2 separate regions of the Mus musculus genome follow, and region 2 is linked to region 1. Evidence: chromatin contacts called from public Hi-C data. All regions are on one chromosome and are shown on one strand. The core of a region is the stretch at or near the end of the contact, and the rest is flanking DNA. Distances in the headings are between cores, read along the strand shown.

Region 1 (4,241 bases), core at 861-3,360:
CCAATCTTCTTATTCATGCATGCACAGAGTTTTGCATCCTTACTATAATCATCAAGTTTCATGCCCTACTCTTCCTAAAATGTTTTGCTATGCCATATGGCATCTTCCTGTGGAATGGGGAATTACTTTTGTCACGCTGGAAACGGGTGGTAGGTTTCTTCAAGCCCTAATAGGCCTCCCTTCCGATATCTTCATTTCCAGGGTCAGCCCCAGATCTGGGAATTTTCCCTTGGAAATGACATTAGTCTACTGTGTTCACTGAATGCCCTCATTGGTCCCTGGAGGTCTTGTGACTTGTAAGGAAGACTGTAGCAAATATTTTGAGGCATGGAGTATTTGCTAGGCCTAGGGTTATTTGCATGGATGGAATCTCTGGAGGCAGACTTACCACTGGATGGAAGTCATGCTGCAGTTCTTAATTTCTTTCGCCAAATTGTGCAAAATTTGGAAAAAAAAATATTTGCCGTTCATGGTCACACACTGCCACATTCAAAGAATGAAATTATCAGTTTCAGTGCAGCCTGGCTCTTAGTGGGCATTGCTGTCTTATTAATTGTTCTTATTAATTGCTCTTATTTCAAAAAGTTAGAACAACACATGCTACTCAATTTAGATCTACATTTGCTAGGTGGTGTCTTTTCCTGTATCCTTACTGAATAAATGTATTAGCATTTTCAGTTTGTGACTATCTGCTTGCTCACTTCATCTGCCTTTCCACAGAGCTCTATGAGTCATTTCCTAGGTTGACTACCCAGATATGGGGCAGACACAGGGCATGGGTGCACAAGGAAGGGAGGCAAATTAGGGATTGAGGAAATCTACCTCCAGTTAACCAACATGACCAAAATACATTCCCCATGTACAGCCCACCTTAGTGTGATATTCTGGATGGCGATAAAATCATCTCCCCTTTTCTCAGATAATAATGAGTCCTCCATTAAGTAGATAGTTAATACACAGAAGCATTTAGGCATCAGGATAGATATTCTACTTTAGGAAGACACTACGGGTAAGAGAACAGGGAACCACCCCTCTCCCCAGAAGACCTACATTATAGAATCCATGTACTTCCCTGGCAGTTTCGAGAATAAAGTATAATCACTATTCCGAGAGGAACCTGGGGCCTGGATGAGCACCGGTTTTTTTTTTTTTAACTAGGAAAGTCATAAGCTACTTCCATATCTGTGATCTTAGAGACATTATTGCAAAGGACAGCCTCAAAGGAAAGCAGCAAGCATACCTGTGTAGCGACCGAATACTCACCTAGAACACAAAGCACAAAGGTGTCAGGGAGATGTCAAGTTTAGGAAACATAACTTTATGTAACTATTATCAATGCCAAGGTCTTGTGTATATCTGCTACAGGCTAAATACTTTAGTACCAAGGTCACAGATAGAGTGTATACATCTACCTCTAAGACAGTGGATTCTCAACCTGTGGGTCGTGATCCCTTTGGGAGTTCCTGGACCCTTTCCCAGGGATTGTCTAAGACTATCAGAAATATCAGCTATTGACGTTCTGATTTCACAACAGTAGAAACATCTCAGTTATGAAGTAGCAATAGAATTAATTTTATGGTTGAGGGGGGTCACCACAGCATGGGGAGCTATATTAAACGGTCGCAGCATTGGGAAGGTTGAGAACCACTTAAGAGCTCCCAGGGGGAAAAGGCCAATGAACAGGTGGGAAGTGGGCATCTAGGTCGATGGGAAACGTGTGTGCAGACCAGCCAGAAGATCTCAGAATGGTAAGAACGATGCCTCTCACAAACGCCATGGCAGCATAGTGAACATCTTCCTGTTTACATCTGTTCCCAGTATCCCTGCAAGATGAAACGGAGTCCCTTCCTCCTTCCCTCTTGTTCCCTCCCTCCCTTTTCCTTCTCCCTCCCTCTGTCTCTGCCTCCCTCCCCGTTCTTAACGCTCCCGTCCCATGTTTTACAAATTGCTTGCCCACAACTCCGAAGAAGTTATCCAGGTGTGTGCCACAGGGCATCGGGAAGATAAAGAATGTGCATGTGCCCGGGACAACAGCCTTAACTGGTAAATCAAGTCTGTTCTTCTCACCCCAATGATTTCCTCTTTAAAATTCATCTTAGAGGAAGTTGGGCAACTGTTTATTTTCCATTCTGGCTAGGGTTACTCTGGCTCTCTCAACTCTGAGTAAGAACTTGAGAACAGTCAGGCCTTCTGACCATGAGGAGGGGAGGGGCGAGAGTCCTGGATGGCAGGTCACCAGCTACAATCAACATAGGGGCCCTGGAAGAATGACAGTGACTGTCACAGAACCAGGTTGATATATTGCCATCAACATCCTTGAAGAGGCTATTGAAAAGATGTCACCCATAGGGCTCTGGGGATAAAACAGAGGCACAACTGCCTCTTGCCTTGAGGACCATGGATGTGAGAACATTGGCTCTAATCAAGGGGAAATCCAGCCAAATTACCAGAGAGATATAGAGGAGGGGCCATTTCTGATGTAGGGCACATAGGAAAAGGAGGGGTTTAGCTCTCTCAGTCTAGTGCCTGTTCAGATCAATGGTTCAACCAGCACATCAGACTGGAGGTCCCTTTGTGGGATTTCAGTAGTCTTATGTATATGTTGGGGGGGAAGGCAAATGAGGGGTGCAGAAGAATGAGGGTATACATGCTTTACTTCCAAGTCATGCCGGGGTTGAGTGCACAGGGTAGATTAAGTTGTGATGCACGGTGCATTCGGGAGCCCATGGAGGACAAGCCTGGAAAACAGAATGACTCAACTCCCCTGTCCTAAGAAGCCATTGGCATTCCAACAGGATTAGTGAGAGTCACCTATATTTTCTTTGGGGGACATTATTGTGGCAGGTGTTCACTGTGTATGAGTCGGAGGAGGAAGAAACTGGAGATAGGAAACCAGTTGGGCAACTGTTGCAAAGCTGGGTGAGAGCTAACATCGACCTTGATCAGGGCTGTGGCCATCAGGGCAGAAGAGAGGAAGGGCATGAGACGTGGAGAGGTAGCCCTGCCAGGGACAGACAGCTGGTTTGGTAGACAAGGTCAAGAGATAGAATGACAAGAGGAACTTATGTGAGGGTTAGACGTTGGTCCATGTGCCATAACCAAGGCTGAGTCACTGGTATGGGGGGGGGGGAGTTTGGAGAATTTAAGAAAAACTAGACGTATTTTTCCCCCATAAGAATGTTCATCCTCAAGTGTGTACCTTGAGGAATGAGAGTGTTACCGTAATGGAAGACAAGGTAGATAGTGGTGTTTTGGTTTTGAAAGGCCAGCAGACTTTAGGAGGAAGGGCTGTGGAGAGCACTTTAAATATACTCTCACTATGGAGTCTTGAGAAATGAGTGTTCTGAGTTCTTGAATTTCAGTGCTTGCAAGTCTGGGATCAGAACTCTCTGGTTTCAGATTAACTCCCTAGAAGGTCCACTAAGATCTACAGTGAACATATTCGATCTGAGCTTCTGGTCTCAGATCCCTGATCTCTGGGAGAAGGGAGGTAGCTAGGCTATCATCCATCCTTCCCACCCCACCCATCTGTCCCATCCCATTCATCCATTCAAGCCTCCTTCCCTCCCTCCTCATCCTGTTCCTCAAAGGAGACCTATTACATGCTCATGATAGCTACGTTCCTTGCTGGGCATAGTTATAAATTGACATTATAGCAGGAAAAATTATATGTGTATATTTATATACATACATATATATATGTATATATATTAAACACAGAATATGACACACATGTGTGTGTATGTATTTATATAGTCCATCCCACTTTGGATTAACATACCAGAGACAGATGGTGATCCCAAGTGAAAACAGACACACAGAAGCTGTGGTGGACAGCAGAGTTATAGAGAAAAGGCCGAAATGGAAGAGAAGGTTGTCAGGTGAGGAAGTTGCTGTTGAACAACCTCTCCGAGAGAAAGACATTTATGAAAGAAGAAAGCCTTGGGTAAATGAAGGGAGGCTATTCCAGTGTGGGGAGGGGATCCTGAGTTGGACTCCCTGCTGGAGTGTTTGGACCATAGTAAGGAATACAGCGGGAATGCTCCAGCAGGAGGCTACTACAGGGGACAGGAAACCGTTGAATAGATAGGTCCATCCTACAGAGTTCCTTCCCAGCTAGGATCTTCTGGAGACAATTTCTGATTCCTACAGAGTGGTCCCAAGGTGGAGGTTTAGAGGATGGGTTAGCTATCTACTTTGGGGGCGGGGCTTGCTTCGTGGAGAGTGGAAAAACTGGACGT
Region 2 (4,241 bases), core at 610-3,109, 340 kb after region 1:
CCATCATATTGAGGAAGACACAGTCAGCACAGAGGCAGAAGCGGGAAGCTGGTGGGTCACATTACTTCCATACAGGAATCTAAGAACAAACAGGGAATGGGGCTGCTTTAAAACTTCAAAGCTCATTTATCTTAATCTTGTTGCACCCTGCAGGAACCCCTCCTCCCACCCCACCCCTATTCCCAGGGACTCTGCTTCCTGGTGCTCGCTCTGGTTTTTTTTCCTTCCTGTCTCAGCTGCCCACTCTAGCCATCTCCATCCCTTTATGTCACTCACTAAGCCATAAGAAGATGTTTTACCAATATTTTCATTGGCCACACTGGGTTGGGATGCAGGAGGGTGGTTTTTACTCTCCTTCCTGTCCTCTGTTTCAGTCTCTCCAGACTTACTCTGAGTCCTGCAGGAGCCTGTTTGCAGGATCGTTCCAACTCATGTTGATTCCCTGGGGAACCTGCCTCTAGGTGCAGATTCAGGATACCCCCAGCTTTTACCCGCTGCCTCTGTCAGCCTTTCCTTATTGACCATCCACATTCCTTCGTGTCACCCCCTGATCTGTACTATATTTACTTAAAATCCAGTATGGGTAACAACAACAAAAGGATTGGACATTGTCTTACCCTGTCAGGGTTTCCATGGGTGTGAGCAGACACCATGACCAAGGCAGCTCTTATAAGGACAACATTTCACTGGGACTGGCTTACAGGTTCAGAAGTTCAGTCCATTATTATCAAGGTGGTAACATGGCAGCCTCTGGGCAGGCATGGTGTGGGAGGAGCTGAGAGTTCTACATCTTCATCTGAAGGCTGCTAGGAGAAGACTAACTCCCAGGCAGCTAGGAGGAAGGTCTCTCAAAGCCTACCCACACAGTGACACACTTCCTCCAACAAGGATACATCTATTCCAACAAGGCCACACCTCCTAATAGTGCCCCTCCCTGGTGCCAAGCATATACAAACCACCACAGACACCCATCCAACAAAAACAAGACCAAATATATCAAGAAACACCTCAGACACCATAACTCCAGATGCTTAGATCCCAGTGCAAAAAATCACAAACATGAGCAGTCAAGATAAGACACCTCCTCCAGAAGCCATCAATCATAATGCAATAGCCAAAGCATAGACAAGGACTTCAAAATTACAATTGAATATGTTGCAGGTTCTTTAAAGAGGATGTGAATAAAAGTCTTAATGAAGACTGAAAATACAAAAGGCATAAAATTGGAATTTAACAACAACAACAACAAGAAATAAGAATAAATCATAAAATGAAAAACATAAGATTCAAGTCATAGTGGCGGTTTCTTGGAAGGGTGTCTGGGCTGAAGGTTGTGAAGATGAGCAGACTCAGTTCCTCCATCTGCTGTGTGTTGCTCTGCATTCTTCAAGCATCCCCTTGCCCATAGGTTGCCTGTTGAAAACAACTAGAAAACCAACCACTTAACAAAGTAAGCTGAACGAGACAAGGGTAGAAGACTACGCGTATACAAAGAAAATGAAAAAAAAACAAAAACAAAAACAAAAAACAAACCAGGGAAAACATACTTGGTTTGTGAACATATTTGTATTTTATCACAACAAAATACCAGGAGCTTATGTGAATGCTATTAGAACAAAATTCCAGAAGCTTAAGGATGTAAGCAGCAGAAACTGGCTCTCACGGTTCTGGAAAGCACTGGGCCCACACTCTCCCTAGTAGACTGAGGGAAGCCTGATTATGGTCTCTTTCCTGCCCCTGGGAGGCATAACCACTGGTTTGCTCATAGGAGAAGAGGCAAGGCATTCTTAGGTCTCTCTGTACCCTTTCCTCTTCATGTCTGACTCTGAGTTCACACTTCTTTTGAATCAGGATGCCTACCACACTGGGTCACATGCTAATGATGTCATCCTTGCTTTATTACTTCCAAGTCAAGTCCCATTCTGGGGCAATGACTGCTAAGATCTCACTCAGCATGTGGACCTGAGGAAACACAGCTCTACTCATGACAGAAAGCCCCTGCGATGGTCCTGGGAGACTGATTATCCTGTTGACCTGGCATTAGCAGATGCCATGTGGAGGCTTTCCTCAGAATGATAGCTTTTCCGCAGGCCCCTGTGCAATGCTTCTCAGCCTTACCTGCTTGATGAGCTGCAGGCCAGGGAGAGATCCCTTCTCAAAGATACTTGGTGTTCCTCAGGATGACAGCCATGGTTGTCCTATCTCTACAGGCATATAAACACATGCACATGTACTTACACACAGAGAAACACACACACACACACACACACACACACACACACACACACACACACACTAAAAATGGAGACCATGGCATATAACAGGCACATATTGAATCAGGAAGCCTGAAGCTAGCTTCTTGGCAGTGGTGGTTCTGCTTCTGGTAAACTTTCTCTCTCTCTCTCTCTCTCTCTCTCTCTCTCTCTCTCTCTCTCTCTCTCTCTCTCTCTCTCTCCACATCTCCACATCAGGAAAGGCACATCTCTGAAGCTTAGCCACTTACACGCCATTTCCTTTCTTGTGCTACTGATAACTGCATTTGTGGAAACGGAAGGAGTCCTTGGAGGTTGATTCAACATGTGCGTATCTCTAGAATTTTACTTTGTAACCAAACAATACGTTCCTCTGAAGAGAGCATTGCTGCATGCAGAGACAAGGTAATTTAAAAATCATGTTCAACTTATATTTATAATAGAAGATAAGGGAATGTTTTCCTTCTGGATGAGAGAGAGAGAGAGAGAGAGAGAGAGAGAGAGAGAGAGAGAGAGAGAGAGAGAGAGAGAGAGACCTGGCCATCAGGATAACACGTGTGAAGATTTAGGAACAAACCATGAAGTTGGTTGATACAGCCACACTATGGATGCTGCAAGACATGCTTATACATGTCCAAACACGCATACACACATCCCTGCATACCGTACACTACACACTTAGAAACTTTACCAAGGCAAGCAGAGATCATAGGCGAAAAAGATCCAAGAAGCTCGGACCTGCAGTGAACATCAGGATCTGTTACTGTCTTGGATGGTGTACCTTTCCTTGCCTCCTCCCAGATCCTCCCCACCCACCCAATTCTGAGCCTCCTTTCTCTATCAGAAAACAAACAGGCATCATGCCCTGCCTCCCACAAAAAGAAAAATAAAAATAAATAAAAAGCACAAGACACATGCACATGCATGCAGCATATGTGTGTGTGCACACACACCTTAAAAACAAGAAACCAAGAACACTAATATGGCTGGATGTGATGGCACATGCCTTTAATAACAGAACTCACTTAGGAGGCAGAGGCAGGCAGAGGCAGGCAGAGGCAGGCAGAGGCAGGCAGAGGCAGGCAGAGGCAGGCAGATCTCTATAAGTTTGAGGCCAGCCTGATCTACGGAATGAGTCCAGGACAGCCAGAACTTGCTACAGAGAAGCTCTCTCTCAAAAACAAAACAAAACAAACAAACAAACAAAAACACCAGCAACAAAAAAACAAAAACACCACCACCAACAAACTATAATACACAAGCAAAAGACCACAACAATACATGCCCAAACACAGGAATAAGAGAAAATCAATTTGCAAAAATACCATTGAGTTCATTTTACATTGGCAATCACCTACTGTGATCATAGGAACTGCCTTTCAATGTGGTTTCTATACCCAGCTGAGACTTCATCAAGGAAGACTTTTCCTTTGCAAGAGATTGTTGATTGAAACTAACTCCTGGCTTAGGGATGGGAGCTCCTGTCCACTTGCAGCCCTCTGTGGTGGGACATTATCTGGCTTAGATCTGCGCAGGCCCTGTGCATGCAGCCTCCATCTCTGTAAGCCAGTGTGAGTCAGTCCTGTTGCATCAAAGACAGTTCTCATTTAGTGTGTTCGGATGGCCACACGGAACTCAAACAGTACAATCTTGTCATCTCTGATGATCTATCTCTAAAGGGCTTCTCTTGGGACATTCAGTAACTCCCAGAAGTCATGGTTCTTTTCTTGCCAGGGACTTTGCATGGCTTCCTGACATCCACCCAGTACACTGGACACTCTTACCCAACCTCCCCAGTCAGTTTCTACTTCTCCCAAATGTTCCATAAACTGACAAAGACCAAGCACGGATGGCTTCTTGATATCCATAGTTTTGATCATTTTCAGCAGCCGGGCATGCAGTGAGCTCATGTGGACATTTTCCAGTACATATTCTGATGAGTCACACAATCAAAAGAGACGGTCCCAAATAAAAACATTTAACGTTCTT

Evidence for each region. A called contact is a pair of places that touch in the nucleus more often than the background predicts.
Region 2: a Hi-C map of bone marrow-derived macrophages shows a contact between it and region 1, with 21 read pairs. The contact joins two enhancer-like sites. A contact is called at or near these places in 2 of 484 Hi-C or Micro-C datasets (bone marrow-derived macrophages and nephron progenitors), 1 of 115 datasets of contacts at active chromatin or transcription factors (embryonic stem cells) and 1 of 9 other capture datasets (embryonic stem cells).

The regions. Positions count from the first base shown.
Region 1 is chr10:67,487,916-67,492,156 of GRCm38.p6, forward strand. No RefSeq gene overlaps it. Among named protein-coding and RNA genes, the nearest start is that of Gm51825, 7.5 kb to the left of the region's middle. Within about 2 kb of position 2,111, at least 19 of the 459 cell types and tissues checked have an H3K27ac peak or open chromatin away from gene starts, as enhancers often do. A contact at or near this core is called in bone marrow-derived macrophages, where this site is marked.
Region 2 is chr10:67,825,507-67,829,747 of GRCm38.p6, forward strand. No RefSeq gene overlaps it. Among named protein-coding and RNA genes, the nearest start is that of Gm51769, 37 kb to the left of the region's middle. Within about 2 kb of position 1,860, at least 1 of the 459 cell types and tissues checked has an H3K27ac peak or open chromatin away from gene starts, as enhancers often do. A contact at or near this core is called in bone marrow-derived macrophages, where this site is marked.